2 separate regions of the Sus scrofa genome follow, and region 1 is linked to region 2. A link is a contact called in public HiChIP or PLAC-seq data. All regions are on one chromosome and are shown on one strand. The core of a region is the stretch at or near the end of the contact, and the rest is flanking DNA. Distances in the headings are between cores, read along the strand shown. Region 1 overlaps SIK3 (serine/threonine-protein kinase SIK3). Region 2 overlaps SIK3 (serine/threonine-protein kinase SIK3).

The links. HiChIP or PLAC-seq counts read pairs in DNA pulled down with a chosen protein or histone mark.
Region 1: an H3K27ac HiChIP or PLAC-seq map of alveolar macrophages shows a contact between it and region 2. The contact joins two enhancer-like sites. A contact is called at or near these places in 2 of 2 datasets of contacts at active chromatin or transcription factors (alveolar macrophages and skeletal muscle).

Annotation. Positions count from the first base shown.
Region 1 is chr9:44,416,107-44,422,785 of Sscrofa11.1, reverse strand. All of the region lies in intron 1 of SIK3 (serine/threonine-protein kinase SIK3), which reads left to right. Among named protein-coding and RNA genes, the nearest start is that of SIK3, 52 kb to the left of the region's middle. Within about 2 kb of position 1,490, at least 1 of the 83 cell types and tissues checked has an H3K27ac peak or open chromatin away from gene starts, as enhancers often do. A contact at or near this core is called in alveolar macrophages, where this site is marked.
Region 2 is chr9:44,278,588-44,284,997 of Sscrofa11.1, reverse strand. SIK3 (serine/threonine-protein kinase SIK3) reads left to right here. Exons shown (of 25, transcript XM_021062877.1): 6 at 5,938-6,062. Among named protein-coding and RNA genes, the nearest start is that of APOA1, 63 kb to the right of the region's middle. Within about 2 kb of position 4,182, at least 11 of the 83 cell types and tissues checked have an H3K27ac peak or open chromatin away from gene starts, as enhancers often do. A contact at or near this core is called in alveolar macrophages, where this site is marked.

The sequences.
Region 1 (6,679 bases), core at 241-2,740, 140 kb before region 2:
AAAAAAGAGTTTATTTTCCTCATGCTCATTTTTTAAAGAAGACAGAAAGCTTGTAAAGAAAGAGATTTTGGAAAAGAAAATTTATTTTCTAAGTTGGAACCCTCATTCATTGCTGGTGGGAATACAAAAAGGTATAGCTACTTTGGAAAACAATTTGGCAGTTTCTTAAATAGTTAAACATAGAGTTACCATATGACCAAGCAATTCTACTCCTGTGAATATACTGGAGAAATCTGAAACATATGTTCACATGAAAACATGTACACAAATGTTCATAGCAGCATTGTTCATAATAGCAAAAAGTAGAAAGAACCCGAATGCCCATCACCTGATTAGTGGACAGATAAAATGGGGTATTTCCATATTATGGAATATATTTCAGCCAATAAAAAGTAATGAAGTACTGATAACACAACAACGTGGATGAAGCTCGAAAACATTTTGCTAAGTGAAAGAAGCCAGGCACAAAAGGCCATGAATTATGTGATTCTACTTATATGAAATGTCCAGAATAGGCAAATCTATAGAGACAGAAGGTAGTTTAGTGATTGCCAGGAGATACAGGGGGATGAGAGAGGAGGGAATGGAGAGTGTCTGCTAATAGATATAGAACTTCTTTGGGGGGTGATGAAAATACTCTGAAAGTAGACAGTGATGATAGCTGCACAATTTTCTGAATATACTAAAAACCATTGGATCATATATTTTAAAAGGATGAATTTTGTAATATGTGACCTGTATCTCAAAAGAATGTATTCCTAACTTCTTATTAAATTGAGTTGTGGTTTGGGGCTGTACCTGTTTTGCCTGATGTGATGGAACATGCATAAGGGTTACTTATGGAGTTCCTGTCGTGGCGCAGTGGTTAATGAATCCGACTAGGAACCATGAGGTTGCGGGTTCGATCCCTGCCCTTGCTCAGTGGGTTAACGATCCGGCATTGCCGAGAGCTGTGGTGTAGGTTGCAGACGCGGCTTGGATCCTGAGTTGCTGTGGCTCTGGCGTAGGCCGGTGGCTACAGCTCCGATTCAACCCCTAGCCTGGGAACCTCCATATGCCGCGGGAGCGGCCCAAGAAATAGCAACAACAACAAAAGACAAAACGACAAAAATAAATAAATAAATAAATTAAAAATAAAGGTTACTTTTATATATATATATATATATATATATATATATATTTTTTTTTTTTTTTTGTCTTTTTGCCATTTCTTGGGCCACACTTGCAGCATGTGGAGGTTCCCAGGCTAGGGGTCGAATCGGAGCCGTAGCCGCCGGCCTACACCAGAGCCATAGCAACTCGGGATCCGAGCCACATCTGCGACCTACACCACAGCTCACGGCAACTCGGGATCCTTAACCCACTGAGCAAGGCCAGGGATCAAACCCGCAACCTCATGGTTCCTAGTCAGATTTGCTAACCACTGAGCCGTGACGGGAACTCCCAGGTTACTTATATTTTGAGCTCCAAGTGAGGCAAAAGATTAGTGGGAGAAGGAAGTGACTTTGTCACACTTAAGCCTGGTAGCTACTCAGTGCCCTGTAACCCTAGTGGGCAGAGAAGATGTAAAAGCAGATCAGATAAGGATGGAATTACCACCTCTTAGATTCCAGACAAATTTATTAACAGAGAGAAATCAAGAAGTATTTTAAACAAAGAAGGTTCTGACCTGTTAAGTTCAGTAGGCTAAAGTTCTTGTCATTCTGTCTTGGATGCTTGCCTCATAGATCTTGAGAAATCTGTCTTATAATGAAATATAAGAAAAGTTTAAATAGGATTTATATCTGTAGAATTAAAAAGTATTTTTATTAATTTAAGAAAGTAAGTCAATTTGGTTTTCATAAAAATGTCAAAAATTTTCATCAATGACATAATTATTTCTTTCATATTTGCATGATAAACCTAGTTTTTCTCAATGATAATCTCTGTGTTTGTGGTGTAAAAGTCACAATACGTATAGAAGTATACGAAGATGGTAGCTCTCTTGATCAATTATTCTTTGGCAGACTGAGCTATATGTACATTTTAAAAATAAATCATATTGCCATATCTGAATAAGACTAGTCTTATTTAAGTAAGTGTACAAGAAATAGGGGAAGACTTACCTAATGGCATGTAACATACATAGAATGGTTTCCTATCTGGCATGGTTGTCATTTTATTGAATTCTAATAAACGAACCCAGCTGGGTGCTTTAGAGCAGTGATTTTCAAATGTCTGAAGGTATCTAGGCTCAATTGTTTTGAGAGTTCTCAACCTCCATTTATACTGTTTCTTGAAATTGATTCTTCTGAAGATAACACTGGCGTAATCCTGACTCTATTTTCCTACTCTCCCTTTAGTTCTGACTGTTTACGGTTGACAAAAGAAAAGGCCATACCTTTCACTCATCTTGAATCTCATAGTTGTACATTCTTCTGAGGTATAAGATCCTTCAGGGGAGTTCCCATTGTGGCTCAGTGGTAATGAACCCAACTAGTATTTATGACTGGACTTGGATTTGATCCCTGGCCCCGCTCAGTGGGTTAAGGATCTGGTGTTGCCTTGAGCTGTGGTGTAGGTCGCAGATGCCACTCAGATCCCAAGTTGCTGTGGCCGTGGTGTAGGCCAGCAGTTGCAGCTCCAGCTCCAATCGAATCCCTAGCCTGGGAACTTCTATATTGCCACAGCGCGGCCCTAAAAAAAAAGTCGTCCAGGGTTCCGACAAAGGGATAGTTGAGATGCTGGTATCCAGTGTGAAACTTCCCTTTATCAAGGTATATGCTTTTCTTCATATATCTTATTAAGATCTATATCTCCAAAAAAAGGAAATTACTTTTTATGGTTACTTATTACAATTTTTAATATATTTGCATTGTTCACCAGTTATAGCTACTAATAACAGTAACAGGATCTCAATCCAAAATAAATAATTTAAATAAATAAAAAATAGTACTCATATTTTTGTCACAGCAAAATATGGTCAAAGAAATTAAAATATTGTGGACGAAGAAGAATAGAAATATAATTCCAAGGAGAAAAAGAAATAATATAATGTTTCATTAAGGAAATTAAGATTCTCTTATAGTTTTATTTTTTTAATTAAAAAAATTTTTCTCTTACAGTTTTAAAATGGAGGATGGTGGGTATCAAATTGCTCAGGTGTTTAGATTTCATTATATGTATTAAATTAGTGGTGTATTTTTTTTTTAAGATGTCAGTTTTAAATTGGCTTATGTTGATCCATAAAGAGAAATACAGTCTTTGCTATGATTTAAACTTTTGATAAAAAATTTTCAGTATCAACTTAAAAACATTCAAGGAAAGACCTTTCTTCCCCTCCCCTCAATTTTATTTTAAGGGATATATGAGCAAAATTTTTTGAAGATAATGCTCCAAAAGATACAGAGATTAAGAAGAAATAATTTCTGCCCTCAAGAAGCCTTTTTGTTGAAGGATGAATTGGGGACATATACCTATCATTTGGCTTAAATAAAACCTTTATTTGGTTGTGTTTTGCTGCTTATTTAATATGGGCATTGTGCCTCAGTGTTGCATAATGCTTGTTAAAATGACCCTTGGATAGTGATTTAGCTCATACGTGCTCTGTTTCCACATAGGCTATTGTGCAGAACAGAGAGAGATTGTATCTTTTAGAAGACAGATGGATAGGAAAAGTGCCCACTGCACTTAGCACTGATGAATAGTAGGGCTGTCTCTCAATTGTCTAGTTTCCGTGGTCATAAAGAACATGAGACTAGAGTCAGGAGACTCCAGTCCTTGTCCTGACTCTACTCTAGGCCATGTGACCTTGGCCAAATCACCTAACACACTTGAACCTTGTATAAAAGAAGTGTTTTGTTTTGTTTTGTTTTTTTAGGGCTGCACCTGTGGCACATGGAGGTTCCCAGGCTAGGGATCTAATTGGAGCTACAGCTGCTGGTCTACACCACAGCCACAGCCACAGCAACACCAGATCCGAGCCGTGTCTGTGACCTGCACCACAGCTCACGCTCCTTAACCCACTGAATGAGGCCAGGGATCGAACCCACAACCTCATGGTTCCTAGTTGGGTTCGTTTCTGCTGCGCCATGACAGGAACTCCCAAGAGTTTTAAATTGGATGATTATCTCTGAAATTAGAATCCATCAGTTTGATACATAGGTTTTTACACGGTGCCTTAGTTTTGGAACCAGTATCTATAGCAAACTTTAAGAAATAGGTGCCAAAATAATGGAGCCAACCGATTACTTGCTTCAGTGTTATAGAGAAGAATAGCCTACTGCTTGTTATTTATCTGAAGGATTATTAAGACAGTCTGTTGTATAGCCTGTCATAAGTGTTGTGGGTCTAACCACTGCTTTTTTTATTTAGGGGAGAAAAAGGGAGAATTTCCCCTACTTTGTTGAGAATTAAAACAAATTTTACACAGGATTAGTAACTGAGAATCCCAATTTCACCTTCATGCCATTGCCTTTGGTGAAAGCCACATTTTTGTAATATTCTAACAGAATATTAAAATGGATTATGGATTACAGACAGCTCCAGGCTTTGCTCTTTATAGGTTAGAGACGGAAACCAATAGAGCAGCTACTGTTCACTCTTGTCAGTGACTGGGCCTCTTAGGTTCTTTATGGAACTAATGTGAAACTCTCTGGAACAGTTCCATTAGAGTGGCTTTCCTGGGGGCTTATGAGGCTTATATTCTGAAACCGATACTCTTGTAGTACAAGAATAACTACAAACTGGTATGGAATTAGGAGGCCGTAGAGGGGATATGCCATATGCAGCTCTTATTCTCCAAAGTTCCTTGGCTGGTGAACAGAGATTTTTTCCCACCAGTAAGCAGATATTTGGTTAAATATGGACAAATCCTCCCTAAACAGCTTTTGGAATAGAAAACTCTGCTTCTGTTTTGTGCTTTCAGTGGCTGAGAAGAGTAGTGAAGTGTGCAGAATTAACTTGTGTTAGTTTAACATATACGAATATTATCTATTTAACTCCCGTCTTTTTTTTTTTTTTTTTTTTTTGTCTTTTTGCTATTTCTTTGGGCCGCTCCTGCGGCATATGGAGGTTCCCAGGCTAGGGGTCGAATCAGAGCTGTAGCCACTGGCCTACGCCAGAGCCACAGCAACGCGGGATCCGAGCCGCGTCTGCAACCTACACCACAGCTCACGGCAACGCCGGATCGTTAACCCACTGAGCAAGGGCAGGGACCGAACCCGCAACCTCATGGTTCCTAGTCGGATTCGTTAACCACTGCGCCATGATGGGAACTCCTAACTCCTGTCTTTATCTCTTATATTGTTCTTGAACGTTGTCTCCATTGTTTGTGTTCAGGAAAGATGATTGAATAAATTTTTGTGGCTGATTTGCAGATGTTATAGTCTTTTGTTTATTAGCCTCAATACTGAATAGTTTGACTGATTTGCCTCAGTTGGGTAGATATTTAGATTGAACACTTAAAGTTTTTAACTTTTTTTTTTTGCTCTTTTAGGGCCGCATGTGTGGTATATGGAAGTTCCCAGGCTGGGGTTGAATCAGAGCTGCAGCTGCCAGCCTACACCACAGCAACACAGGATCCTAGTCACATCTGTGACCTACACCACAGCTCACGGTAACGCAGGATCCTTAACCCACTGAGCAAGGCCAGGGATCAGACCCTCATCCTCATGGATACTAGTCAGGTTCGGTTACTGCTGAGCCATAACAGGAACTCCACCTTTTTTTTTTTTTTTTTTTTTTGGCAGCACAAAATGTGGGGTGAAGAGGTCTGTCTTTAAAGTGACCAGGCTCGATCCTCATTGCCTTTTGATGCTGAAGAGGGAAACAGTATTATTTGGCAGAATATATTGTGTTTTGTATCATCACACCTCTAAGTCAGCAGTTTACTTTTTGTTTAGTAGTATGTCTTAGCTTGCCTGAATGAGTCATAATTAAAATATAGTCACTGGACTCATAATCTTGTCCAAACAGGATTATAGTATAGAGATATACTGTTCCTTGCCATGTGCAGAATTAGAATGATACAGGTCTGCTGTGATTACTGAGATAGGTTTTTATAAATACTAAATTATTTTGGAAGGATTTTAATAGGTTTCTTTGTAACCTACCCCAGAGAAAAAATTCTGGAAAGTGAAAATAAACAGAAAAGCGAGTAAAAATACTGATGATTCAAATTGAAATCTGAAAATCTCTTTCATCTACTTGAATTTTTATATTTATTATATAAAAATTAAATGATTATTTTGTTTCCTTTGAAAAGATTCAAGGAACAAAACAATTTTTAAAAGTTTTGGAAGTTCCTGTCGTGGCACTGCGGAAACGAATCCGACTAGGAACCATGAGGTTGTGGGTTCCATTTCTGGCCTCGCTCAGTGGGTTAAGGATCTGGCGTTAAAGATCTGTGGTGTGGCGTTACCATGAGCTGTGGTGTAGGTCGCAGATGTGGTTTGGATCTGGCATGCTGTAGCTGTGGCGTAGGCTGGTAGCTACAGCTCTGATTGGACCCCTAGTCTGAGAACCTCCATATGCCGCAGGTGCGGCCCTAGAAAAGACAAAAAAGACATAAATAAATAAAAAGTTTTGATGTTCCTTTGTTCATTGACAGAAACATTGTCAAGAACACCAGCTCAGGGCATGTAGCTTCTGATCCATGTCAATAAATAATATTGCTAAGATTTGCTATGGTCATTTAACA
Region 2 (6,410 bases), core at 2,933-5,432:
TCTTTCACTTTTCCTTTGTATTGCACCAGGGTTCTTTATCCTATGCCATGTGAATGGAACTTGGGATGCTGTGTAGTTTATTTTACTCATGACCCCTCATTAGAATGATTTCAGGCTGACATGAGCTTGGGCCATAGAGCACTTCAGAATTCTTCAGGGTGGTAATTGTGGAAAGCTAAAAGAAGATAGTGGCTGACTACTAGGTGCCTGAAGTTGGAAAGAAATACTTAGGGTCTGTCCATTCACTGGCCTTTGCCTATGGTATTTGAATAATTAAGAGGTTATAATCAGGGAGTTCCCATAGTGGCTCAGCAGTTAAACCTGACTAGTATCCATCAGGATGAAGATTCGATCCCTTGCCTCGCTCAGTGGGTTAAGGATCCAGCGTTGCCATGAGCTGTTGTATAGGTCGCAGACACTGCATAAGCCAGCAGCTACAGCTCCGATTGGACCCCTAGCCTGGGAACCTCCATGTGCCTTGGATACAGCCCTAAAAAGAAAGCAAAAAAAAAAAGTAAAGTTAGTGGGGAGGGTTATCAGACATATTTGCCAAAATTGGGTTAAGTCTCTATTATCCAAGGTTTCGTTTTTTTGTTTGGGTTTGGTTTTTACTATCCCATTTTTTGGAATTTTTTCCCTCCCTTTTCTTCTGGCCATCATGTTTTTTGATTTGCCCGTTTATCAAGCCTGTTTACCTTAAGTTGGACATATTGAGGGAAAAGACTCAAAGTCTCTTTAGTCTTGTTCTTCGTTAGTAGCTCTTTTTCTTTTCTTTTTTCTTTTTAGGGCTGTACCCATGGCATATAAAAGGTTCCAGGCTGGGGGTAGAATCAGAGCTACAGCTGCCAGCCTGCACCACAGCCACAGCAACTCTGAATCTGAGCTGCATCTGCCACTTACACCACAGCTCATGGCAACACTGGATCCTTAACCCACTGAGCAAGGCCGGGGGTTCAACCCTCATCCTCATGGATACTAGTCAGTTTCATTACCTCTGAACCACGACAGGAACTCCCAGCAGCTCTTTTTCAATTAGGGAAGACAACTACATTATAGACAAAAATGAACTTTTTTTTGTGTGTGTCTTTTTTGCCTTTCCTAGGGCTGCTCCTGCGGCATATGGAGGTTGCCAGTCTAGGGGTCTAATCGGAGCTGTAGCTGCCAGCCTATACCAGAGCCACAGCAACATGGGATCCGAGCCGTGTCTGCAACCTACACCACAGCTCTTGGCAACGCCGGATCACCAACCCACTGAGCAAGGGCAGGGATGGAACCCGCAACCTCATGGTTCCTAGTCAGATTCATTAACCACTGCGCCACAACGGGAACTCCAAAATGAATTTTTAAATTATTTATAGGAATGGATCTTCGTTCATTTGGGCTGCAGGAATAAAATACCACAGACTGGGTGGCTTATGAGCAACAGAAACTCATTGCTCATGTTTCTGGAGCCTGGAAGGTCCAAGCTCAGGGCTCCATTCCTGGTGGCCTTCTGCTCTTGGCCCTTTTCCTGGTTCCTAGTTAGTGCCTGCTCAGTGTGTCCTCACATGGTGCCAGGGACTAGAGCTCTCTCTGTCCCCCTCATTTACAGGCACTAATCCTGTTTATGAGAGCTCTACCTAATGACCCATTTGACTCCCAAAGGTCCCACCTCCTAATACCATCCTATTGGAGACCAGGATGTCAATATGTGAATTTTGGGTGTACATATTCCAACAATAACATAATGTATGCTGTCTTTGTCTCTTAATATGAGCTATTAAGAAACGGTTATTTTATTAGTATAACACTAATACTTTTAATGATGTGAACTATTTAACATATGTTAAATACATGAGTGCTGGAAATGGAGAAACTTATTTAGAGACAGAGACATTAAAATAAGAAGCTTTAGTAAAGACTGAAGGACAGTGTGATTAAGAACAGCTACTAACCCAAAATTAAATGAATAGGTCTATTCCATTAAAACGGAAATACATTTTTCTAGGTTCAAAGTCAGATGTAAGTCTAAAAGTTGTTTTTTTTTTCCGTGCTTCTTTGACATTTCTGCCTAAGCCAACAAGAATCCTTCATTTTTTCTTAACCACCTCTTTAAATTTTTCATGAGAATGTTCTCTTCCAAGTTGAGTCATCTTGCAGTTTTTAAAATTGTCTATATGTGTAAATAAGTAAAACCAACAAAAATCTTAGTAAATCTTATCCGTGTCTTTCTTATCTGTTTCCCACCTACCCTGTCATGCCTCCACTTCCCAGCAGTATTCCCTTACTACTTCCTGAAACCAGTAAAGGAGTCTGGCCATTGAAGCCAGCTGTTTGGCTGTAACATGCTGTGGGAGCAGGTGCTTCCCCCATGTGGCCCTCTCTAGACGTCAGGACCTGATCTCGTCACTCATTTCTGCACACTCATTTCTCATATAAACACCTAATAGCAATCCAGGCCTGTAGCCATCGTTGAAGATGGTTCCCTTTGAAATTGTTTCCCTTGTAAAGATTTCCTGCTTGGGAGATAAAATAAACAAGCTTGTTCAATTAAGTCTGCCTTCTCCTCCCTGGCAGAGTAAAGGGTAGAAAGGTTACTAATTATGGATAGAGCATTTATAGTTCAAAATGAGAAATTTCTTATATACTTTAGGCTGTTCATTAGGAAGCTTTAAAACCAAGTGGTTTTAATTCATTGCTTGCCCTGTTGCATTCTCCATTCAAAAACAAAACAGAGGGAGTTCCCGTCATGGCTCAGTGGTTAACGAACCCGACTGGTCACCATGAGGAAGTGGGTTCGATCCCTGGCCTTGCTCAGTGGGTTAAGGGTCTGGCGTTGCCGTGAGCTGTGGTGTAGGTTGGCAGCTCCAGCTCCAATTCAGCTCCTAGTCTGGGAACCTCCATATGCCTCTGGTACGGCCTTAGAAAGACAAAACAAACAAACAAGCAAACAAAAAAACCCCACCAAATCAGAATACCCCAGAATAACTCACTCTTCACTTTGCTATCCAATCATACTAATGTCAGAGTTATTACAAACTCTACCAGCAAGTCTCTTCCTCAATGTGCAGAGGAAGGGCAGTCCTGGAAAAGGACTTGGGGGAGGTCTTTGCTAATCAATGAAAAGATGTTTTCCCAAAGATATATGTTCTGTTAAATCTCATTCATTGACATTTTTGGCAACCTGTCTCCAATCTCTTAAGAAAAACATGTTTTAGTGTGCATGTAGACTTCAGTGTATAAATTTATTGGGTTTCAAAAGCTGTAGGTTCATTGGCAGGGCTTTAATTGCAGTTGCATTCATAGTCCACATTTGCTAAGTACCTACTGTGTTTAAACAATATGCTGGGTAATGTGAGAGTCAGAGATGAAAAAGGTTTTTTTAAAGAGCTGGACCAAGAGGAGGTAGATCTCTACCCGGAGAGACAGGATGTTCTTAAGGAGTTAGAAGAGTAGGATGTTTATATACAAAAATAACCAAAATAAAGGAAGAATTCAAATAAGGAAGTGCAGAGAAGGTAGAGGACATTTCTCATAGGAGATCCGGGACGACTTGACAGAAGAGGCATTTATTTTGCATTGATAAATGAGTGTTTGATTTCTCATTGAAGTAGCTGTAATGATTCTAATGGTGGCCCTGACCTTTAACCCCCTCCTGATCATTAAGTGTTTTAAAACCTTAGGAGGGCTGGCTGGGAGGTAGTGGCTCTAGTAGCTGGCCAGCTGCCAGTCAGTATGAAAATGCTTCAGTGGCCAGGAGGTGACAAGAGGTTTGGCCCAGTGATTTTATTGCATTTTTATTGCAGTTTAACTTTGTGACCCTTTCTTGAGTCCCTGCTATGTATGAACACACTGTGTGGAGACTAAGAAATAAAACAATATCCTTCCCATTTACCAACTAGTTTAGGATATAAACACATAATACAACTCAGTATAATATGAGACAGAGTTGTAATTGGGCTGTAGAGGTACAAACAGGGGGCAATGGAAGCATAGAGGAAGAAGCCACTGACATGGTATTTTGTGGTGGAAGTCAGTTAAGGCTTCATACAGGAAGTAATATTTGACGGGGCCTTGAAAATGAGTGATATTTCAAATATGGAAAGGAAAGGAAAGGGCAAAGAGGAAATAGCATAAGAGAGGCACATAAACACAGGATGTGAATCGTCTGGTGATGCTGGAATAGCCAGGGATGGGTTGGAAAGAGGGTGGAGCTGGGTTGTGAAGGACCTTAAATGACAATTATGAGAGAGCTAGACTCTTTTGTAAGTAGAGGGGAGCCACCCAATGTCTTTGAGCAAGGAGGCGGCGCAGTGCTGTTTGTGTCACTGTGCTGTGTGAATGACTTAGAGGGAAATGAAGGAGGAGGAGGTAGCAAGCCAAGAGCAACACTCTGGGTCAGAGATAAAAAGAGTATGAACTGAGATGGTGGGAATGGAAATGGAAAGGAGGAGCTGGGGTCCAGACACACAGGGTAGAAGCAGCAGAAGTTGTATCGCCAGTTTGAAGTGGAAATGAGAGGTAGAGGGGAGCCAGGACTCTAGTGAGCCTAGTGATGGGATAGTGATGCCGTTAATGAGCCTGGGAACATCGCTGAAAGAGCAGATTTGATTTTGGAAAATGGCGAGTTTAAGATGTTTCTTCCCAGGTAGGTATTGGAAGTTCACGTCAGGAACTTAAGAATGGTGCCAGGGCCAGAGGCATAAATTTGGTGAGTGATAACCAAACAAACCAGGGCAAGGAGCAATAGTCAAAATCAGCACAAGCCTCACTAGAAAACACCTTCTGGAGAAGGTAGGAAGAAAAGCAAAGGCCAAAGGAGGCAGAAGTGTCAAAGAGAGTAAAACTAGGAAAGGGAGGGTAGTTTCCGAGAGTAGAGAGGTGGCGTCCTCAGGTGCTGGGAGTGTGGGCACAGATGGGCCCGGGCCCGGAGGGAGTTCCAGCCTGTCATACCTGTGCATAAATATAAATATTTATGTGCATAAAAGTATAAGTCAGTGAGCCCCTGTCCTTTGGCTGCTCTTGCTTGTTTTCTCAGTATGCCTCCCCAAAACACACCCGCTTCCATCTCCCATCTCTTTTCTTTTCAGATAGTGGCATGGGGAGAAGTGAAGGGGGGAAGTTGAAGCACAAAAGGAGTTAAAGATAAAATGTAAACGTTCTTGGTTCAGTTGTAAATAAAGTGCATGTTCCTTATTTTGAATAAACCTCCTTAATAATAAGGCCACTTTGTGTAATATTTAAGGTCAGTATATCTCTAGTCATAAGAAGTCATAAGTCGGTATATCTCTAGTCTCTGAAAATCCTGGGTCCAGTGGAGTAGACTTAATATGTGTTTACTGATCTGCTGTGGTCTTGATATCAGTCATTACTCAATTTTATTTTTGTTACTAAAGGAACAAATACCACTCACCTCACTCAGTCCAGGTTCATGAAGGGAAACAGTGCTGGTTTTGCTGACATAAACCAATTATGTTTACTTTTAGTTAACCATGCATGTATCTTTTGCGTTCTAGCCCATCTTTATCTCTATTTCACTGTTATTTTAGGTGGCTGGTTATATAATTTCTAAAGGTTCTCTTTTTATGTTTTATATTCAAACCTAATGATCTAGAACTTCTGTTCTAGTGGTTAGAGACTAGGATTCAAGAGTTCCTGTTGTGGCTCAGTGGAAATGAACCCAACTAGTATCCCTATGAGGGTGTGGGTTCGATCCCTGGCCTTGCTCAGTGGGTTAAGGATCAGGTGTTGCTGTGAGCTGTGGTAGAGGTCACAGATGTGGCTCAGATCCCGTGTTGCCATGGCTGTGATGTAGGCCAGCAGCTGCAGCTCCAATTCAACCCCTAACCTGGGAACTTCCATATGCTGCAGGTTCAGCTCCAAAAAGCAAACAAACAAACAAAAAAACCCAGTATTCAGTGGGCAAAGGTAACAAGTTACATCCATTTGTCTTTCTAGATTTTGGCTTCAGTAACCTCTTCACTCCTGGGCAGCTGCTGAAGACCTGGTGTGGTAGCCCTCCCTATGCTGCACCCGAACTCTTTGAAGGAAAGGAATATGATGGGCCCAAAGTGGACATCTGGGTGTGTACCTGCCTTCTCTTATACCCTGTAGCATGTGTTACCCTTGATTGATGACAGCTGTCCTCATTCAGGACAACACGTAGTGTTGCATGAGAATTGAGATCTTGATTACCATTCTTTACACAAGTCTAGAGTTCTCCAACCTTTGTCTTAATGGACTGAACCACAGATTTCAACCTCTCCCCCTTTGAATCTGAAGAAAAAAGAAAACCAACACCCAAGGGCAAGCTTGGATGGGTGCCTGCCCTGGCCAAGAACAGAGATTCTTTCTGTTGTTGCTGCTTGCCTTCTGCCTAGGATGAGTACTGAGAGGAATTCTAGATACATTACCCAAAATTAATGTCCAGA